Linked DNA regions of Mus musculus: all the other regions are linked to region 4. Evidence: chromatin contacts called from public HiCAR-type and promoter capture Hi-C data. All regions are on one chromosome and are shown on one strand. Each heading gives the region's core, a stretch centred on a gene start, on an enhancer-like site or on the middle of the called end of the contact. The rest is flanking DNA. Distances are from core to core; before and after follow the strand shown. Region 1 holds the start of Tbck (TBC1 domain containing kinase). Region 2 holds the start of 1110002E22Rik (RIKEN cDNA 1110002E22 gene). Region 3 holds the start of Dapp1 (dual adaptor for phosphotyrosine and 3-phosphoinositides 1). Region 4 holds the start of Bdh2 (3-hydroxybutyrate dehydrogenase, type 2). Region 5 holds the start of 4930579F01Rik (RIKEN cDNA 4930579F01 gene). Region 6 holds the start of Lamtor3 (late endosomal/lysosomal adaptor, MAPK and MTOR activator 3). Region 7 holds the start of H2az1 (H2A.Z variant histone 1).

Region 1 (2,700 bases), core at 186-2,685, 2.6 Mb after region 4:
ATATACACATTAGTTCCACCACAGATCGGTTATGCCCATCCTGTTTTTACGAAAAGTTTTGATGCAAACCACTTCATATCCAATGCACACCTCAGACTTGCTCTACAAGAAGCCTGTAGAGCACAAGGCTCCTCTGTTCATTGGGAGCCAAATAAAGTCTCCCATAGGCTTTCAGAATTAATGGACCTGAAAACTTGGTAACACAGGCGAATTTGTTTTCTTGGTGATAAATGGAGAGAGCCAGTGCTATTCTCATCATAATAGAGGAGTCAAAACACATACTCAAAAGTTCATGTGAAAATAGTTATGACCACTATTCTGAATCTTGTCGATACTGTGAGCTAGCTTAAGTCTACTTGAATCTTAACTTCTTATTCAATGAGTAGATGCAAAATTACAGAAAGTTATATCTACATAGCAGGCTTGAAGTCATAGGAAAGGTGAGACATAACCTCAGCATTTTAATATTTAACTTTTACAATGATATATTAGATTTTCCGTTATAGACATTAAATAACATACAACTGAAAAATCAGACAAGTGTTTATGACTCAAAAAGATAAACCACAAGCAAGAAAACAAATTTCAGTATCAGTCTATCTCTCTGGTGTGCATGAAGCTCACGAACAAAAAATTGACACACACACACACACACAGGTGCTCACACTTGGTAACTAGAAGAGAGTGAAAAATGAAAACGATGAAGTCAGAGATTACAAGAGAAAGCCATGTAGGCAGGTAGTTGGCTTGGAAAATTTACTCAGGGAATACTTTGAAACTTCTACGTTAAGTCTGACGTTTCTGTAGCCAGAACACTGAAAACCACAAACATGGCCTGCACCTATAATGAACAAGACACAATGTAAACTCTTAAAGAGATTGGAGATGACTCACGTGAGTCGAAAATGTAGAAGAAGAAGAGGAGGAGGAGGAGAAAAGGGGGGAAAAAAGAGGGGTAGTGGGGAGACGTGGATTTTATCCAGAGTAAAATCGTATTTGCATTTCTAAGACTCGGTGAACTTGGGCTTCAGGGAGAAGGAAGTTTGGAGACAAACACAACAGCAAGCAGCTCCACAGATTGGTTCTATGGGTTCCTGCAGAATGGCCGGGTCACTCACAGTACCTGATTGTCCCACAAGTCCCACCCACTAACGCCAGGCAAGCGGCGACACCAGAATACCTGCCTGAATCTGGGGACGCAGAGATTGGGGGGTTGAGCTCCTAAGCGCGGAAGCTATGCCTGGCAGTGCTTAGTGGGCCGTGTCCTGCATTTCAGGCGCGTCTACAAGAGGCCGCCTAGGGAAGGTGACAGCCGGAGCGACACGCCTCCGTCCGCGCGGGCCTCCCGGGTCCCCGGCTCAGAACCCGAGGGTGAGCGCGCACCTCGCTCCACTGACAGCGCCCAGCACCCCCTCCCCCGCCGCCGCCTCGGGTCGGCCACTGCTCATGACGTCACATCGCCGAGACGCAACCCCGGGGGAAGACCCCAAAACTTCCGGCCGCCTGTCCCTTGCCCAGACAGACAGCCAAATGTAGCGAGTGAGAAAGAAGTGAGGGAAGATCGGAGGGAGGGAGGAAGGAAATGGGAGATGGGAGCTCAGTGTGGTACAGGGAGAGAGCTGGCGCAGGCAGCGGACGGCCGATGAGCGGTGAAACTGTGAAACGCTCAGGCATTTATCAGGGACAGCCTCCTGGGTCCTTTCTCGCTGCCGGGGACTGCGGGAGGCTGGCCCTTCCTTCTCCCGGCTGAGGCTGCTCAAGAGCTGCGGTTGGGTCACCGCTTCATGTGAGTGTCCCGATCCAGAGTTCTTCCCTTTCTCACCCGGGAAAAAGAACCTGACCTTCTGTGTAGTAGTGGGAAGCGCGGTCAAAACCTCCACCCACGTGCCCCCTTTTGATTCAACTTAGTTTGGGCAATGAATACGTGGCCGAGGGAGAGCATGCTACTGGAGGCAGGGGGTGAATGCATTACCTTGTTTCCTTTTAAGTGAGAGTGCAAAGGATTTCCAGTGTTTGTACGTGAGGACGGGTTGAAGAAGGAGATTCCTTGATTTCAACAGATATTAGAAACACCAGCTACCACTATACTCCCGGCAACAGTTTAGTTATTGGGTAAAGATCCATAAACTAAGTAGAAATGACTGTCAACGAAACGGACAAAAATCCCAGTCGTTGCCTCTCGGCTAGGGCTTATTGTTGAAGTACAGCATTAAAAGTAAGGTGAACACTCTGTATTTTAATATTGATATGTTTTACTTATGGGTATGTGTTCATGCCCGAGTGAGTTTTTGTGCAAAACTTGTGTGGAGGTAAACGCGGAGGCTAGAAAGCATCAGACCCCTGGGACCTGGAGTTACCTGTGATTGTGTGCTCCTGTGTAAGTGCTGGGCCCTGAGCTTGGGTTCCCTGCAACAAGCACTAAACGCTTTTTAGTGTTGGCATTTTATACTTAAATATTTTAGATTATAAGTACTGCACAGAAAAGGTATTAAGCCATAAAAAAAAAAAGGTAGATTATTTGACATGGTTGCCAGAGAAGGTTCTCAAGGAAAAGATGGCTTTCTAGGAAGGAGGTGACACAAATAGAATTAACAATAGAGAAAACCTTCAAGAAGTACAGTCAGTCATAAGGCCAAGCCATTGCGAAGGCCATGCAACAGAAACTTACCAAAGTATGAAGGGGTCTGACCAATGCCTGTG
Region 2 (2,700 bases), core at 163-2,662, 2.8 Mb before region 4:
TCCCTGTAGGCATCCCAACCCCACCATTCTCCCTAGGACAAGCCCTCTGCCCTCTCTACTGCCACTAAAACGTGCCCAGAAGAGACTGAAAACATCTGGAATAAAGCAATGGTTATTAAGCCATAACTCAGGGTCATGGGAAAGAAAAAGAAATACCTTCCAAATCTTAGTTTCTTAATTAGTAAGTACAACTAACTAGGAACATTTTTAACATTTACGCACATATTAATGATTGAATTCTGGTAAGAACCACATGAATTAAGTACAATTACTATACTGATTTTATAGACGGGGAACCTGAGACACAGAGGTAGGGCATGATTCAAACCTAGGCAGTCCAGCTGGAGACCTTTACGGTTACGATAGGCAATCAAGGTGGGTCCCCACAGTCAAGGTGGGTCCCCACAAAACCATTCAGAGTTGTTACCCCGTCAACTATCAAATCTGCATGACCACAAATAATCTATGTAACTGGTTGAGGTTTGTTTGTTTGTTTTTATTTCAGATATTCAACCCGAGAACACTTTATGGACTTGGGGGGCTAAGGAACACGATTCTGTTAATAAAATGGATTAAATATAGTCCCCTTCTCTCAGGCAAGCAGACTTTTGAGCTCGCCATTTTTACTTTTCTTTGAGGCTGACCATGCCTTGGGCAGTAAGAAAGCCCTGGAGATAGTCCAAGACAGTGTGAGACACATGTGCTTCCTGGCTAATCAAGAGGCGAGAGTTTCTGTATAGTCCAAGGAAGAATCACTCTAGCGCTGTCATATGGCCCTGTCTGTCATCGCAACACAACAGATTTTTTTTCTTGAGTTTCTTCCTGTGGTTAGCAAAATATAAAACTGAAAGTTCTGACACACAGGGTATATGGTAATGTTCTCTCTCTCTCTCTCCCTCTCTCTCTCTCTCTCTCTCCCTCTTCCCCTTCTTCTTTCTTCCTTTCCTTTCCTTTCCTTTCCTTTTCTTGCTTGCTTTCTCCCTGTCTTCCTTCCTTTCTTCCTTCCTTCCTTCCTTCCTTCCTTTCTCTCTCTCTCTCTCTCTCCCTCTCTCTTCCTTCCTTCCTTCCTTCCTTTCTTTCTTTCTTTCTTTCTTTCTTTCTTTCTTCCTTTCTTTCTGTGTTTTCAAGGCTGGCCTCGAACTCAGATATCCACCTGCCTCGGCCTCCCCCAGTGCTAGGATTAAAGGTCCCAGACTACAACTGGTCACCATAATTTCTTAATACCCAAAGTTCCGCAAAACCTCCTGAGGTCTCCCCTCTCTGAGAACCCAGCCCTGGCCAAGCTCCCCACCTCCCCCCAACCCCCTCCCCCACAATCAGACACAGCCTGGTTCGGTTCTAACGTGGGTTCTTACCTTCAGAATAGGTGTGTGGCTCCTTCAAGGATTTCCAGCTAAACAATGCCAGTGTCGATATGGTGGTAGTGGGGGTTCCTTCATATAAAGTCAATTTCCAAAAGGTTTTTTTTTTTTTAAGTCAAACCAAAAATTCCCTTTGTGGTTTAAAATCAAATAAGCTGAAACACCATAGTAGGGCTGACTATTAAAAGAAAAGAAATGTATAAATAGAAAAACAGCAGCCAACTTTAGGGTAAAGAAGACAATTAAGGACTCCACACGGTTTCCCTTCTGGTGTTTTTCAGAGTTCTGGGTTAGTTTATGGTACCATGAAAAGGGGTGGTCTGAGATCTAGTGGAGTAGCTTGGAGTCATGGGTAGCTACCGTGTCCTTCATTCTTACAGGTGGGTAGCCACCGTGCCTTTTATTCTTACAGATGACTCTGATCACTTTTTTACAGATGAACTCAGTGGTTGCCTGCCTGACCTCAGGTGTTGAGCAATTGATGTGACTAATATTGCCAGTATTAACCCATGGTGAGCAGGCACGCGTGGTTAGACAGGCAAGGTATGCCCTGTTGATAACTTTATATGGGAACTCCAGGAGCAACAAAGGAAGTGACTCAGCGTTGTTACATTTCTCTCTGAGGAGAAAGTCTCTTAGCTTTCCTTGAAGGGTTTCTGAGATAGTTCAGTGTATGTAAAACCTTAACATGACTTAAGAAGTGAAGAACGAAGGCCAGACCACCCACCAGCTGATTAAAGGTCATGCTTATATTTTGGGTCTCCAAATCTGGCATAATAAGATAACTAAGTGTGCTATTCAAGAGAAGAAACCGTTCACAGAAGGCAAACCTTAGACTGGAAACGAAGAGATGTATTAGGTTAAACTTAACCTCAGAGTCAATGCCAAACCCTTGGCCAACCACAAACATTCTTAGTTTGTCTGGGGCACAGCAGGGAAGAGACAGTGGTGCTTTATATTGAGTTGAAGGTCTTTCCATAAAGATGTGTATCGCTCTCAGCACACACTTATGTGAAGAAGGCTTTTCTGGGGACCACTGCCTAAGACCTAGGACGTGGCTAGCACCTTTCCAAGCCTAGGGATGGACATGTGAAAGTTGGCATCTGAAAGAAGGTGCCCTATCATACTATTTAATGTACTAAAAGGTACGTGGTTATTGAAATAAGCCCTCCATAATCATATGACTAAAAAGTAGTTATTGTTTCCACTTTATGGACTGAAAAAAAAAAGCGAGGCTAAGTAAAAGCTTGTGCCTCTGTAGGGCTTTTCACCATTTTTCCCAATAATCAAATGCTGCAGCCCTGGTTAAAATTGGGTGTGAGGTGGACCCAACCAACCT
Region 3 (2,700 bases), core at 158-2,657, 2.7 Mb before region 4:
CTCTGACTCCCAAGTGCTGGAATTAAAGGCATGCGCCACCACTGCCCGACACTTTATATTCCTCTGTCTGAGAGAACTATAGCAGCCAGTGTGTGCCGGTTCGTTATATGTGTGTTCTCAGAGCTGCTTCTCCCCAGGACTGCCTCTAGGCACTGAGGACTTTCTCACCAGAGAAAGCCAGAGTCCCAGGAACCATTGGGAAACAGAAGAGAGGACGGTTCCTAAGGAGACATTGGCAGCCTGTGTAGAACAAGGTCTTCGTTCTATCAGTCTCTTTAGGATACCAAATGGAACAGCCCTCAGATGAACCCTAGTTCATCTTGGGATATTGGAGGGGGAACATGCAGAGAGAGAGCTCTTTATCCATCCACTGATACACATCCAGGCAGATGGAATTTCCTCTTTATGAGTCTAAACACCACTGCATCCAGGGTAGTTCAGCCTACTGGGTACACCCCGGACAGCGTAGCTCAGCCTACTGGGTACACCCCGAACAGCGTACGTAGCTCAGCCTACTGGGTACACCCCGGACAGCGTAGCTCAGCCTACTGGGTACACCCCCGGACAGCGTAGCTCAGCCTACTGGGTACACCCCCGGACAGCGTAGCTCAGCCTACTGGGTACACCCCCGGACAGCGTAGCTCAGCCTACTGGGTACACCCCCGACAGATGCTGTTCTTTAACTTTCTTCTGCCTTCTTACTCAGTCCTTTGCCTTGTTTGTTTTTTAAACAGGGACTCACATAGCCCAGGCTGGACTCAAATTCACCAAGTAGATGAGGATAGCCTTGAACTTCTGACTTTTCTGCCCCTACCTCTAGAGTGCTGGGATTACAGGATCTTATGGGGTGCGGGGATGGAACCCAGGTCTTTGGGCATGTTGGCGACAGCCTCTGCCCCCAAACCTTCTTCCATAAGAGAAACAAGTGTTCCCCTACAGAAACCTCAAGGGAATATTGGAAAGAAATCCTGAGCCAGTACCAGAAACAAAGTAGGTTAGAGCAGGACTGGTTGTTTACCTATAATTTTTTTAACCCCTTCAGAAGATGTATCTGACGTCGAAGCTTCCTCGGTGTTCCTTGTGCCGCTGTGTGAGGTGGGTGTGCGCGTGCACATAGCCCCCTCCCCGCCCCCCCCCCCAAACTACAGGCAAACCCTGGTAAGGAGAAGCTACAGTTTGGACTCCTAGAAAGAGTTTGACCTAATCGCCCCATCCTGGTTGGGCGGGTGGTCCTTCTGTTTTCTTTGGCAAAATCTAACTTGACAATACGTTGTGGTGACTGAGGTGCTCTGCTGCCAGAGGGGTTAGTTAGCACACTTCCTGACTGACAGAACACCCCTGCCTATGCCTCAGGCCCACGGTGGCAGAGGCAGTGTGGGAGGAGCAACCAAGTTTCACTTCCTTGCTAGCCAGAGACTCAGCCCCAGCCGGCTCCTGCCTTAGCGAGGAGGAGCAGCGCGTCCAGCAGCAGCCGATCCCATCTCTCTCTTCATACAGCACCTGGCGGGGAGTCAGCCATCAGAAGCAAAGGAACTTATGGGCAGAGCAGAACTTCTAGGAGGGAACATGAGTACCCAGGATCCCTCAGAGCTGTGGGGCAGAGCAGATGGAGGCACAGACCTGCTCCAGGATTTGGGGTAAGAGCGCTTTTTCGATGAGTACAACTTCCCAGTTCCTTGAAAAATCGCCGCTCTGACCAGTGTTTCCAGGATTCGAGTCTCTTCCCACTGCCACCTGATGGTCGTCTACCTGGCCAGTTTAATTGACCTGTAGGAACTTCCTTCTGGGGGCGCTGATTCATTGTAAAAGTGTAAGATATTTTTCTAAAAGTGAGAACAGTTACACTGAGAGAATGTGATAAAAAAAAAATCAACTTTTGGGCATCCTTCAGCAGCTGGGGAGTGTGCATACAATCGTCTGTTTCTTTGATACTGGGCTAGTTTATCATTAAAGTGAGGTGGAAGAACTCTGAGTGCACCTCTTGGCAGTGAACTGTGTCACTGGTTCCATAAACAGAAAGACTACACGGCTGTGAGTAAGAGGGATTTTTTTTTTTTTTCAAAAGAAAAAGAATGAGGAAGTTTGTACGACAATCATGTTTCTACGGTGCCTCCTTCTCACACAGCAATGGGAGCTCTTTCATAGCCTTTAGACACAAGATAACAACAGCCTGGCTTCAGATAGACAGGTTTAGGTTAGGTGACATCATCAGAGTTCATCAGAAGGGACCCTGATGACACAGCTCATCCGGACATTTAGTAAAGAAAAAAGGGCTACTCAGACAAGAAAGGAGGTTTCCTTGGAGACAAAGCCTTGCACCTACACGCTTGTGTTTCCCAAGAGAGAGGACTCTGGACCTGTTGTCTACCTAAGTGGCTGGAATTCCTCATCACCCAATGACATAAAGACATACTGTCACCTTGCATAGGATGGCAATAAACACGAAAGGGTTTTAAACCCCATCTTATCGGTCACATCAGTGAAATAACAAAGCTGAGACAGCTACCTGCCAGAGGCCCCATCCTCCTCTGAGAATGGGTTGAAATTTCTGTTTACACTAGAGATTGTATCATTTTATATTGTGTTACTGTAAAATTTCTCACGGCACTATGCTGGCACAGCAAGTAGAGGTGCTTGCGGCTAAGCCTGGCTAAGCCTGAGATTGAGTCCTGGGACCCACTCGGCAGACCTCCACACAGA
Region 4 (2,700 bases), core at 145-2,644:
CTGAAGGAAGCATTCAGGGTGCCCCCACCCCCAAATCCACTTCTGCCTTCTCCCTGCCTCGATCCATCTGAAGTCTCTCCCATCGTCACCTGGTTCCTTGTCATTTTCTCCCACAACAGTATCTCCCCTAATAAAAGCCATCCTGTTAGGTTCCTATTAGAGCCTTCCTCTGAGATCCAGCCCGACACAGTCACACGGTAAGAGGGGCTTCTGAAGCCAACTGATGACCCCCACTCTGTGATCCAATCATGCGCACATGCTGGGTAACAGGATCTGGCTTCATGGCGTCTCCCCAATTCTGATGCAGTACGCTTTGCTTTGCTTTTTACCAGTAGCACGCAGAGAGAAATTTCACTTAGAGTGTGGTAGGAGTTGAGAGAAAGCTAACTTGTGCTTTTAGGAAGGGATGAGCCGTCCCTGCCTCCCCCGACCCTGAGTACAGCATAAGAAACTCACAGTCCAGGGCCTTCACTAAGGGACCCTGGGTATTCGCCCACCAAAGCCCTGGTTCTCAACCGTCCTAATGCAGCGACACTTTAACGCAGTTCTTCATGTTGTGGTGACCCATATTTTTGTTGCTACTTCACAACTGTAATTTTGGTGCTGTTATGAACCATAATGTAAACACCTGACATTCAGAATATCTAATTAGATAGAACCTAGGCGTGGGGGTCGCGACCCACAGGTTGAGAATCAGTGAAGGCACCTGCTCAGTGCTCTCTTAAGCACCTCCATGACCCCCGAGACCACCCAGAAGCAACCAGGCACAAAATTTAGTTTCTGTTTACTTCTAAACCTTTCTCCAGCTGACCTCCAAGCAGTCTCAAGGCAACATGGGTTTTTTTGTTTTTTTGTTTTTGTTTTTTTTTTGGGGAGGGGGGGTAACAGGGTGGGGTTTAGAGTGGGAATACGTCCAGAAATTGTAAACTTAACCCACTCTTAACATAATGACTTTCCTACTTCTAAAGATTGTACTAAAACCCTAAATTTCTTTTTACTAGAAAAAGGCTCAGAGTATTTTCTGGAATTCCAAATATTTTCACGAGCCAGTTTACTTAGGACAGATACTGGAACAGTTGTCTTTCTTTGGCTATTTTCAAACTCTAATAAATACAAGAGGATTCCCAACTCCCACACTAACTGAAGATGCATCTTCAACTCGGCGATATGGAGAAGATGGCAACACAAGCTACAACTCTCAGTCCCCAAAAGTTTTGTCGAAAGTGATTAGAAAAAAATATCTTACTTTAGAAGAGTGAGTCCACACAGTCCTCCAGATTCCTTCAGGAGACAAACTTCAGATCTCTGCGCAGGAGAAGTCACATGCTGATTAATGCACGCTGGGAGGTGGAGTTCAGGTCCCCTCCGAGTCCTTTTGCTAATGCCTGTTAAGTAAGCTTTTAAGAAGTGTTTGCCACAGCCGTGCACTTTAGATGTGTCCATGCTGCCATCTAGTGATCAGAACGTGGAACTGTGAACGCCAAACAAAGGCCTGTCTTTTGTTTGTGCAAGTTACTTAGCAGGCCAGATCCAATGGCCAGGAAGGTGGAAGGCTGCTGGAAAACACACAAGGGACCCGAGGCACTAAATACTCTGGTCTTCCTAGCTCTTAACCCAGATTGCTTTGAGCGGGGAAAAGAAAACTTCCTTGGGGCTAAAGTCTTGTTTCTGACGTTAATCCCTCAGCTGCAGAATGCTGGCATCCTGAGTGCACTGGGCCTGAGCCGAGGAGCACACCCAGCTAGGATGGGAATCTTGAAATGAACAGAGCAAAATATCATGCAATCAAGTTGGTTGAAGACTACAGGAGCCACGAGGAAAGGGCTAGGTCTTGGCTGGGTCGGAGACTTGTGAGTTAACCTGGCTAGTGTCACAGTGATCATGGAGGTCATGTGTGAATGTCCTGCATAAATCCAGGGGCTCGACACATTTGGCACACTTTGCCATGGGCTCTGGCACTGCAAAGGCTACAAAACAAAGCTATCAGATTGCGAGCCTCCTTTGTCACCTGGGCTGGCCAGCCATGCAGGTCTGCTGGGGACGCAGGCTGTACTTTCTGAGGGCTTCCTTCTTGAAGAGAAAAGTGATGCCTCCCAGAAGGTTCTGGGTTCTGCTCCTCTTTCTGAGTGGCTCCTAAAGTGTGGGTTTCACAGTCAGTCAGTTGGATGCACGTGGGTTGGACGGAGCAGAGCAAGACAGAGAGCTGGTCCTTTAAGGCAGGCACAGGGTGGCTTCCTGTGCTGCTCAGTGTGTGGGTGCTTTCTGTTCCTCCCTCAAGCTCCTGCCTCAGGCCCTGGCTTCAGTCTCTAGCACGGTATAAAGCCCAGAGTGCTAGCACCGAGCACAAATAGATGTAAGAGCATCACAAAGTTTGCTTAGAACTTCACAGCCAGCCTGGACTACAGAAGACCCTTATTCAGAACAGCTGACCCCCTCAAAGGGGAAAAAAGAGCCCAGTTTAAAAATAAAAAGACATAAATCCTATGTCTCCCTGAAATAGCTGAGTAAGCAGGACCTGTAAACTGGCCAACCTACAGCGTTCTTATATGGAGGAGAAGGAAACAGCGGCTCTGCGTTCTTATATGGAGGAGAAGGAAACAGCGGCTCTGCCAGGGTGGTGAGGAGGGGACATGGTGTGCAGGTGAAGCCCAGCGTCTGCCACACACCTGCAGGATAAACGGCAGCTTATTACAGCAGACA
Region 5 (2,700 bases), core at 110-2,609, 2.9 Mb before region 4:
AGGCTTACCCTAAGAAGGGCTTGGAGTTACACTGGGATCCCAGACACTTGGTGTGGGTTGTAGGCTGACTAATAAGACTTTCTATTGGCTTAAACCCACATCTGAGCAGTCTTCTCTTGTGGATGCCCCACAACACGATTGTTTATGCTACACATATAAACATTCTTTGCTTTTTGTTTTGTTTTGTTTTTGTTTTGCTTGTTTTTCTAGAAAAGCTTTCTCTCTATAGCCCTGGCTGTCCTGGAACTCACTCTGTAGATCAGGCTGGCCTCAGACTCAGAAATTCCCCTGCCTCTGTCTCCCAAGTGCTGGGATTAAAGGCATGTGCCACCACTGCCCGGCACATGTAAACATTCTTAATGTATGTTATGCCCCAGTCAGCTTCATGTTGCTATAATAAAATGTAAGAGACCAGCTGACATACAAAGAAAACAAGGTATGTTCAGCTCATGGGTTGGGAGGTTGACGGATGGAACAGAATGCTGCCAATTCTATGAAGACCTTGTGGTAAGGATGGTGGAGCTGTTGGGGGTGTATGTGAAAGGGGTGGAGAGGGAGTGAGCACATTACAAGACAGTAAACGGTAAAGAGTTAAAATGCTGTTTCTAGGAGCTCAGGAACACAAGCGCTGCATTTCTTGCTGTTACTCGCTAATCACTCCTGAGAAGTTTGTTAGACATCCGAGGAACTTTGCCCATTATTTGTTGTCACTTTGATTTTTCAGATAGGGTCCTACTCTGTAGCCCGGGCAATCTTTCTGTTTAATTCTCCCAAAGGCTGGAACTATAGGACTGGGTCACCACACCCAGCTTCTCCTCATTTTTTTTCCTCCCTCTCACTCTCCTTAATTTATTTTTAATCATGCATACAAAGTAATGGATTTCATTGTGACGTTCTTTAATACATACCTTGTTTTGTTCCTTTATTTTCCACCATCCCTTCCCTCACCATGCCCCTCCCCTCTCCTTCTGCCCCGCCCGCTTGCTCTCCGAGCCCTCCCCTTTCCTGTTATGGGTACTCTGTTATTCTCTTTTCCTCAACCTCCCTCCCCCGCCTTGAGACCGCCTCTTCCCACCCCTGAGACTCAAATGGTGTCCTTTCACAATGACTGGGAGGCCTTCCCAGCAACCCCACTGCCACCGCTGTTTCTGTCACATAGCACGCACTGGGCTGACTTTCTCCCTTTCCTCTTTTCCTGAGATCCGCAGCACATCCACCATACCCCGTCTGAAACCAGCAAGAGATGCACTGTGCCATGCTAGTGAAGCTGTGTAACAAGCGGCCTGGAGCAATGGCTGTTACAGAGTTCTGGAACTTAGATTTCCCACAATGCTGATCCGTTGCTAACCTATCTCCTCACAACCAGGGAGGCAGGCACCTGGACCCATTGGAGTGTGAGTGGGAGAAACTGAAGAGACACCGCTTTGCTCTTTTGGAGGCATCAGACAGTCAGCTGTTTCCATCGATAAAATCTCCTTAAGTCCGAGATTTAAGGAAATAACAAAATTCAGCCGAGACCCAATATGAGGCTGGAAGGCCATCGGCAGACCTGAGCTTCTATCAGTTAAATTATCTGCTTTTAAAGCCGTTCTCAGGTATAATTTTCTATTCATCGTTAGAAACAATTGCTAACATCTCGGGTATGCTTACTTATGAGTCTCAAATATGCTTTTTAAGGCATACAAGAACCAAGTAGGCCATTTTGAGAAAAAAGGATGCTGTCTTTTAAAGTTAGTCACTTATATTGAGGAGACCGTCCGTACTAACAGCACTGCACTATTCATAGAGACATTTATCTTGTGGGGAAAAATTGCTAGCCCATTTAACAGCAATTGTTGAGTTTATACCAGGTGTGTGCACAGCAGGAAAGAAGATGAAACACCGGGGTAAATCAAGGCACGCCTGATGATGACACCCTATTGAAAGGAGCCATGAAGAAGTGACATGTTTAAAAACAAAACGCAGGGAGGAGCAGGTGCTATGAAGAGTGCTTTGAAGAAGAAAAGGGGTTAGAAGGTGGTGAGGCTGGGGTGACAATGGGGATTGCTACAAGGGGGTGTTAGGACTCCTTTTGGAGAAAGTGCATACCCAGAACAATACATCCTGTATGAGAAGAAGTCCCAGGAACAACTGTGGTGTGTTCTGGGCTGGAAGAGTGGGAGAGCAGTGTTCATGATTCCAGCAACAGCTGTACAAGATGGCCACCGCACGTGACTTACAGTGCCTCCTTATCCTGTCTGTTCCCTTTGTAAACCCGTGTGCTATGTGTGTACTATTTTGAACTTAAGGGTATTAATATTTTATGCAAATGGGCAGGGCATTTTTTCTGAATAACATTAACTGGGTTTTTTCACCAATCCTTCTCTTTGGAGGATTGTATTTCCCTTATTTTAAATAAAATTCGATAATTTACTGATACATGGGTAGAATCAAGAGACCACAAGAAAGGAAATTTTGCTTTCGGAAGTATCTTTGAAACTTCTGTCAATTAATTTATATTAAATATATATACATACATACACACACACACACACACACACACACACACACACAAAGTTTTACTTGAATGTATGGGTATGCATCACGTGCACAAAGAGCTGTGGAAGCCAGAAGGCTTTAGATACGCTGAAGTTGGCCTTGTAGGCAGTTTTGAGCTGCCCAGTGTAGGTCCTGGGAAACGAGTCTGGGTCCTTGGCAAGA
Region 6 (2,700 bases), core at 180-2,679, 2.6 Mb before region 4:
ATTCAGCAACAAATCAATAATTTCTTACCTTGGCAACTTTTTGTACAGGAATCGCTTTAGATCCTGAAAGAGAATAATTTTTAAAAGACCATTATTACCTTGTGCTGTTCTAGCCCTGTCCCTATCCCTAAAGGACATGAACTCACCACTTGTCACTGGCATTTCATCTCTGACGTGTATAACTTGGGAGAAGTTAGTTAACCTTTTTCTAGGCCTCAGTTTCATTATATGCTTCGTTACATGTCTACAGGGATAATCACAGACCCTACAACCTAAGAACGCTGTCAAAGGTTAGTAAGGGCTATGTCAGTGTACTTGGAATTGGGACACACAAATACAGATTTGCTGTAAAATGAGGTCACGTGCTTCCTAATATTTTACATCCGGATGCTACCGTATTCACTTGAGAATCCTCTATAAATCTCTTCCCATGTCCGGGCATCCAGATTGCCCATGAATTTTTTTTTTTAAATGATCCTAATTCCGATAAACTATTCTAACATTCAGCTTCTTGGCAAAGATACTGACAATTATGACCTCCACTCTAAATGTGTGCTGTTTTGAACCTCTATCTCCCAAACTGAATGAGTGTCCTTTCCCACGTTACCACCACAAACTTACTTTTGCTCTCGTCTTAAACAGACACATAGAAACGGAACATAGCTTGTTAAGGGGGCACGCGTTAGCCATCCTTTTAGACTCCCAACACTGCCTACTGAGACACCAAGAGCATTATTTACTGGGAGAGGATTCAGAGCACTGTCCTATGAACAGGTACTGACTGGAAGGGCGGCCAGTCATCCTTCAGAATTTCCAGTGCCACCCACACAGAGTTCTTGTATGCTCCAATAGGATTAGGAGGTGGAAGAATATATAGTTCTCTGAGGCTAAAGCACCTTAGTGGCCCATCACAACCGGTCCTGACAGAAGCTCAGGCCCCTGCAAGTCCTTACTACAAATCCAGGAAGAGAGGCGAGGCTGAAACACATTTCTACCTTTCTCCTCTCAGAAGCCGTATGCAAACCTCCCACCTCCCCTTTTTCTTGGGAAGGGGTGTCAACTTACATCCGCCATGATGAACCCCTTTTCCTCGCAGAATCGATCTCCACTCCTGGAAGGAAAACTTCCGTGACTTCCCCCGCACCCGAGGCTTAGTCACCCTCTCCAGACCCAGACAGCATCACGAGATCCACCCTCTCCAGGGCCAAGCGAGAGCCCTGGATCTCCGTCAAGGGAGTGGGGAGGTTCCCGGGGACCCTGCCCGGTGGCCAGCCCACCTCTCCCCACCCACTCTGTCCCCGAGCTGAGAGGAGCGGCGACCTCTGCAGACGCACGCGCGCTCCAGCCTGGGAAGACCTGCCCCGGTGTTCCCGCAGTTCAGTCGCCTCTCTGAAGCCGCCTGTCAAGTCGCTGTCACATTACTCGTGACCTCCGCGGGATCCAGGAAGCACTTGCTGCACCCTCCAGTACCGGGACTCGGAACTTCCGGGGAGACCCGGGCGGAAATTGCGCGCGCGGCCGCCCCGCCCCCTGGAGGCTTTTTTTTTTTTTCCTGCGCCTGCGCGCTGCGCCACGAGCAGCTGGGTTGGCATCTGCGGTCCTTGCACCTTAATTTCCATCCAACTCACCTACAACGGAAGATGATCCTGTGCGGAGTATGTGTACACCTTTCCCAGACCCATTATGTAAATCTTTATGAATGAAGACGTTTGAGGAGAACAAACTGAGCAGCCTACTTATTAGAAGTCCCAGGTCCTTGGATAACCTAATTTACAAGCCAGTTTCCTAACGGTGCTGCTACCACATGTTCTCTTGGGTTTTTACCTAGAAGTGCAGGAGCCATGGGCCTATGGGCTCGTTTGCTAAGTCCGTTTTGAACACGCATGCACTGGGCTGCCTGCTTTGGCTCTTGGGCCTGCATTTGTTGTATCTTCTTAAAATAAAATAAAAACTGCCTATATTTTTTGTTGGTGTTTGTACATTCAAGAAAGCCCACTGTAAGGGCAAGGCAAGAAAGCTTAGCAAAAGGGAGGCTTCTCCATTTGCTTTGGCCCGGTGTTTCTCATTACTGACGCGTTGATAACTCTTTTGTGGTAGAGGGCAGCCATGTAATCCGCTTAGGAGACTCTGGTAGAAACCCTGAGGACAAACGAAAATCACCTGGGATCTAAATACTCCCCAGTGGCTGCCTGAGCTGGGGGGAGTGGGGGGAGGGCGGGGAGGGGGAATGGAAGCTGATGGCTTTTGCTGCAGATGTTAACAGTCGTGTACCGTTAAAGAAAACGGTAAGCTCTCTAGGAGCACCTACTTTGGAATTCTTTTACTAAATCGCCACTCAAGTTTCTTTTCATTTCCACAAAGTTTTAATACTTTTATTCTTTGAGAATTTCATACAATGCATTTTGATCATATTTACCCCTGACTCTTCTGCTCTAACTCCCCTTAGGTTCACCCCCATGTCTGTACCCTTCAAACTGTGTCCTCCCCCCCCGCCCCCATAACCTATCAAGTCCAGTTTGGGCTGATCATCTCCGGGGCCTGTGGGACTAGCCAATGGAGCATGGCCAACCTACCAGAGATCACCCTTAAAGAACACTGACACCTCTCTCAGAAGCCATCAATTGCCCATAGCACTTCAGTGTAGGTAGGCTCACCAACCATCCCCACTGCATGCTAGAATGTTGGCTGGCTTGATCTCCG
Region 7 (2,700 bases), core at 100-2,599, 2.6 Mb before region 4:
AGGGGCACGCAATTGCATTTGCAGGAGCAGCACACTCTGGCCCAGCAGCCTCCTCGGCTGAACGCGAGCTCCCTCTAGCGCTCCCTCGGTCTGCGCGCCGCTCTTAGGGCCTGCGAGTTTTCTTGCATCACTTTCCTCCTCTCTCGCCACTTTCCCCCGCCCCCCCAGAGCTTTTCCAGATCACAGGCGTACTCCCGCTTACCTCTGCGGTGAGGTACTCCAGGATGGCTGCGCTGTACACAGCGGCGGTCGCGCCCACACGTCCGTGGCTGGTTGTCCTAGATTTCAGGTGTCGATGAATACGGCCCACAGGGAACTTGATTTTTATGCACACAAACAAACGAACAAACAAGAAAAAAAATGCACAAAGATAGGAAATTCGTTAAGATAAGATGTGCGCGCCAAAGCCAAGGACGGTGGTGGTGCACCAACGCGCCCCGCCAGTTAACACACATGTGATCCGACGCCCCCCCTCCCCAAACCCCAGTATTCACTGTCTCCGCAGGGCCAAGTCGCGACACATCACTCATGCTAAGATGGAACACCCATGGAGGGTGCAGACAAACAAGCAAGGGGGGTGCAAACATAAAGGCCCGGTCACCCGACTGCGGCAGTTGCTACCCACCTGCAAGCCGGCTCGCTGCGAGCGGGAAACCGCCTTTGTCTTGGCCTTTCCGGAGTCCTTTCCAGCCTTACCGCCAGCCTGCGGCGCCGCCGACGCCCGCGAGCCCGGGAGGGACGGAGAAGATAGAATTACCAAGGCGGCGCGCCCCTCCCCCACCACAGCGCGTCCTGGAGGCGAGCGAGCGCGCGCTCGGCCGCCCGCCGCCCGCCCCGCCGGGGACCCCGGGCCGCCGCTCGCCCCCCGCCCGCCCTTCTCCCCCGCCGACCCCTGCCGCGAGCCCGCCGCGGCTGCGCGCCCCCGCGCCGGCTCCCAGCCGCGCCGTGCGCGCCCCCCCAACCGTCGCCTCCCGCCTGGAGCTCCGGGGCTCCGAAAACACCTCCCCTCCGCTCGTCCCGACCCCGTCCCCGCACGCTCCCACTCGCCGCCGCCGCCGCCTCTCCCAGCCCCGGGGACGGCGGCCCCGCCCGCTCGGAGCCTGCAGCCCGCGGCCGCCCGCCGTCACTCTTCACGTTACCATCTCGGACCGTGCTGAAGCTCCGACGAGCGAGGAAGAGACGAGGCCAGGCGGACGCTCAGCGAGATCCCAGCGCCCACTCCTCCGTCGGACCGCGATTCAAACTGCGCCGTCTCCCGCCTTCCTCGCGCCCTTTATACTGCAGAATGTTCCCTCATCCGGGAACTCGGCCGGTTCGGCCCACCAATGGTTGCCTCCCGCCCTCGGGACGCGTCCTTGAGGCTCCAGCCAATGGGAGAACGCACAGCGGAGTGGCGGGGCGGGCGCTCGGGAGCTCGAGCGATGATTGGCGCGTGGGGGATGAGTTAGGGGGGGAGGAGATGCGGCGGGACGAGGACCGGGAGAAGAAGGGGCGCCGCGGCGGGAGGGCAGCAACAGAGCGCTGCGCCACCGAGCGAGTGGACGGTGGTGTCACGTGCCTGGAGGGAGGAGCTGGAAGGCTGGGGAGGAGCGCGCGCTGGCGTCCTCCCCGCTGCAGCCTCCCCCCCTCCACTCCCCCGCGGTGCTCCGGAGACCACGTGAGCTTCCCTCCCGGTCTAGCCTGGCCCCCTCGCTGACAACCGGCGCCTCTCGGTTGCCCTCTGGCCTGGCCTTTCGTGTCCGCAGATCTCGGTTTCCTTCAGAGTCCTGCCTTCTGACAGGTGGCTCGAAGGCGTCCGGCAAGAAGAGCTCAGCTCGGCCTCTACTTGGTGAACCACTTCCCTGATAAAAGTGTCACCTACCCCACCCCCGGTAGTTTTTTCATCTTCCTCCACTTCTGTCCTCACCTCTTGTTACCCCTCACCCCCCTCATCCTGTCTCATAACAACAGTGGAGCCAAGTTACCGTGGGGATAACAAGTAATTTTGTCTACACACAGGAAGCTTGGGATGAAGCGGTTTTTTATAATGAAGTCACCGGCCATATTTTTGCGAAGACTTCGCATCAATGGGATGCACCTATAGCCTAGTGTCTAAAGTTGATTTGTTGAAACATTAAAGCTATTATGTGTCAGCTTTCCTACACTAAAACATTTTGCCACATGACAAATGTTGGTAAATGTCAGTGGGGTAACTGTAACATGATTCACAAGCAGTTACAGATGGTTCATGTAATCAGTTACAAATGCTGGGCTTAAAAAAAAAAATAGACTTGTACACACGGTACTGTCCTGATGCCAGCCACTTAGACGTGCAGTTAGTAGATCTACAGCACCTGCATTTATCACTCGCTGCTTGGAGACCATAATTATCTGAGTCTTGCGAATTTCGCATTTATATTAATACGTAGCACTTTTCAATTAAACATGATTGTGTGGCCATGTGGGTGGGCGCGGGTGCTCACCTCATTACTATAGTTGTGGAAATCGGATGACAACTTGAGTGAGTGCTCTCTTTCCAGGGTTCCAGAGATAAACTCAGGTATCAGGTAGTCAACTCTCACACAGCTAGCACCCGTCGAGTTATATCACCGGTTTATACTTTTTACATAATTGAATAGTAATATGAAGAGAATATTGAAGCGTAAACTCCACATTATTAGTACTTAAGTTTGGGAGATTTTATGAAATTAGAGGAACTCT

The links. Promoter capture Hi-C pulls out the DNA fragments that hold promoters and counts their contacts. HiCAR-type assays count read pairs that join an accessible place to other places.
Region 1: a contact with region 4 is called in a promoter capture Hi-C map of hippocampal neurons, with 7 times the contacts expected there. The contact joins the promoter of Tbck here to the promoter of Bdh2 in region 4. A contact is called at or near these places in 2 of 39 promoter capture datasets (hippocampal neurons and pre-B cells) and 2 of 115 datasets of contacts at active chromatin or transcription factors (astrocytes and thymic regulatory T cells).
Region 2: a contact with region 4 is called in a promoter capture Hi-C map of liver, with 4 times the contacts expected there. The contact joins the promoter of 1110002E22Rik here to the promoter of Bdh2 in region 4. A contact is called at or near these places in 3 of 39 promoter capture datasets (hippocampal neurons and liver) and 1 of 9 other capture datasets (adipose tissue).
Region 3: a contact with region 4 is called in a promoter capture Hi-C map of second pharyngeal arch cranial neural crest. The contact joins the promoter of Dapp1 here to the promoter of Bdh2 in region 4. A contact is called at or near these places in 8 of 39 promoter capture datasets (the 3T3-L1 cell line, the C10 cell line, cranial neural crest and 4 more) and 1 of 115 datasets of contacts at active chromatin or transcription factors (astrocytes).
Region 5: a contact with region 4 is called in a promoter capture Hi-C map of pre-B cells, with 12 times the contacts expected there. The contact joins the promoter of 4930579F01Rik here to the promoter of Bdh2 in region 4. A contact is called at or near these places in 3 of 39 promoter capture datasets (cranial neural crest, hippocampal neurons and pre-B cells) and 1 of 115 datasets of contacts at active chromatin or transcription factors (astrocytes).
Region 6: a HiCAR-type map of astrocytes shows a contact between it and region 4, with 10 times the contacts expected there. The contact joins the promoter of Lamtor3 here to the promoter of Bdh2 in region 4. A contact is called at or near these places in 5 of 39 promoter capture datasets (cranial neural crest, frontonasal cranial neural crest, liver and 2 more) and 4 of 115 datasets of contacts at active chromatin or transcription factors (astrocytes, embryonic forebrain, pro-B cells and 1 more).
Region 7: a contact with region 4 is called in a promoter capture Hi-C map of pre-B cells, with 5 times the contacts expected there. The contact joins the promoter of H2az1 here to the promoter of Bdh2 in region 4. A contact is called at or near these places in 13 of 39 promoter capture datasets (the 3T3-L1 cell line, 3T3-L1-derived adipocytes, the C10 cell line and 9 more) and 6 of 115 datasets of contacts at active chromatin or transcription factors (astrocytes, embryonic forebrain, embryonic limb bud and 3 more).

The regions. Positions count from the first base shown.
Region 1 is chr3:132,682,879-132,685,578 of GRCm38.p6, reverse strand. Tbck (TBC1 domain containing kinase) reads right to left here and starts at 1,435. Exons shown (of 26, transcript NM_001163455.2): 1 at 1,185-1,435. Aimp1 (aminoacyl tRNA synthetase complex-interacting multifunctional protein 1) reads left to right here and starts at 1,700. Exons shown (of 7, transcript NM_007926.2): 1 at 1,700-1,786. The coding sequence starts at 1,785.
Region 2 is chr3:138,060,954-138,063,653 of GRCm38.p6, reverse strand. 1110002E22Rik (RIKEN cDNA 1110002E22 gene) reads right to left here and starts at 1,412. Exons shown (of 3, transcript NM_001370862.1): 1 at 1,356-1,412. All of the region lies in intron 1 of Gm5105 (predicted gene 5105), which reads left to right.
Region 3 is chr3:137,980,256-137,982,955 of GRCm38.p6, reverse strand. It overlaps Dapp1 (dual adaptor for phosphotyrosine and 3-phosphoinositides 1), which reads left to right and starts at 1,407. Exons shown (of 9, transcript NM_011932.3): 1 at 1,407-1,637. The coding sequence starts at 1,537. All of the region lies in intron 2 of Gm19708 (a long non-coding RNA gene), which reads right to left.
Region 4 is chr3:135,279,915-135,282,614 of GRCm38.p6, reverse strand. Bdh2 (3-hydroxybutyrate dehydrogenase, type 2) reads right to left here and starts at 1,394. Exons shown (of 10, transcript NM_001172055.1): 1 at 1,247-1,394. It overlaps Gm46826 (a long non-coding RNA gene), which reads left to right. Exons shown (of 3, transcript XR_001783991.2): 3 at 1-183.
Region 5 is chr3:138,192,490-138,195,189 of GRCm38.p6, reverse strand. It overlaps 4930579F01Rik (RIKEN cDNA 4930579F01 gene), which reads left to right and starts at 1,359. Exons shown (of 9, transcript NM_001374685.1): 1 at 1,359-1,595.
Region 6 is chr3:137,917,284-137,919,983 of GRCm38.p6, reverse strand. Lamtor3 (late endosomal/lysosomal adaptor, MAPK and MTOR activator 3) reads right to left here and starts at 1,429. Exons shown (of 7, transcript NM_019920.2): 1 at 1,321-1,429; 2 at 1,066-1,111; 3 at 29-63. The coding sequence starts at 1,074.
Region 7 is chr3:137,863,136-137,865,835 of GRCm38.p6, reverse strand. It overlaps H2az1 (H2A.Z variant histone 1), which reads right to left and starts at 1,349. Exons shown (of 5, transcript NM_016750.3): 1 at 1,140-1,349; 2 at 626-703; 3 at 203-316. The coding sequence starts at 1,142. Gm43403 (predicted gene 43403) reads left to right here and starts at 1,510. Exons shown (of 2, transcript NR_169184.1): 1 at 1,510-1,871; 2 at 1,999-2,149.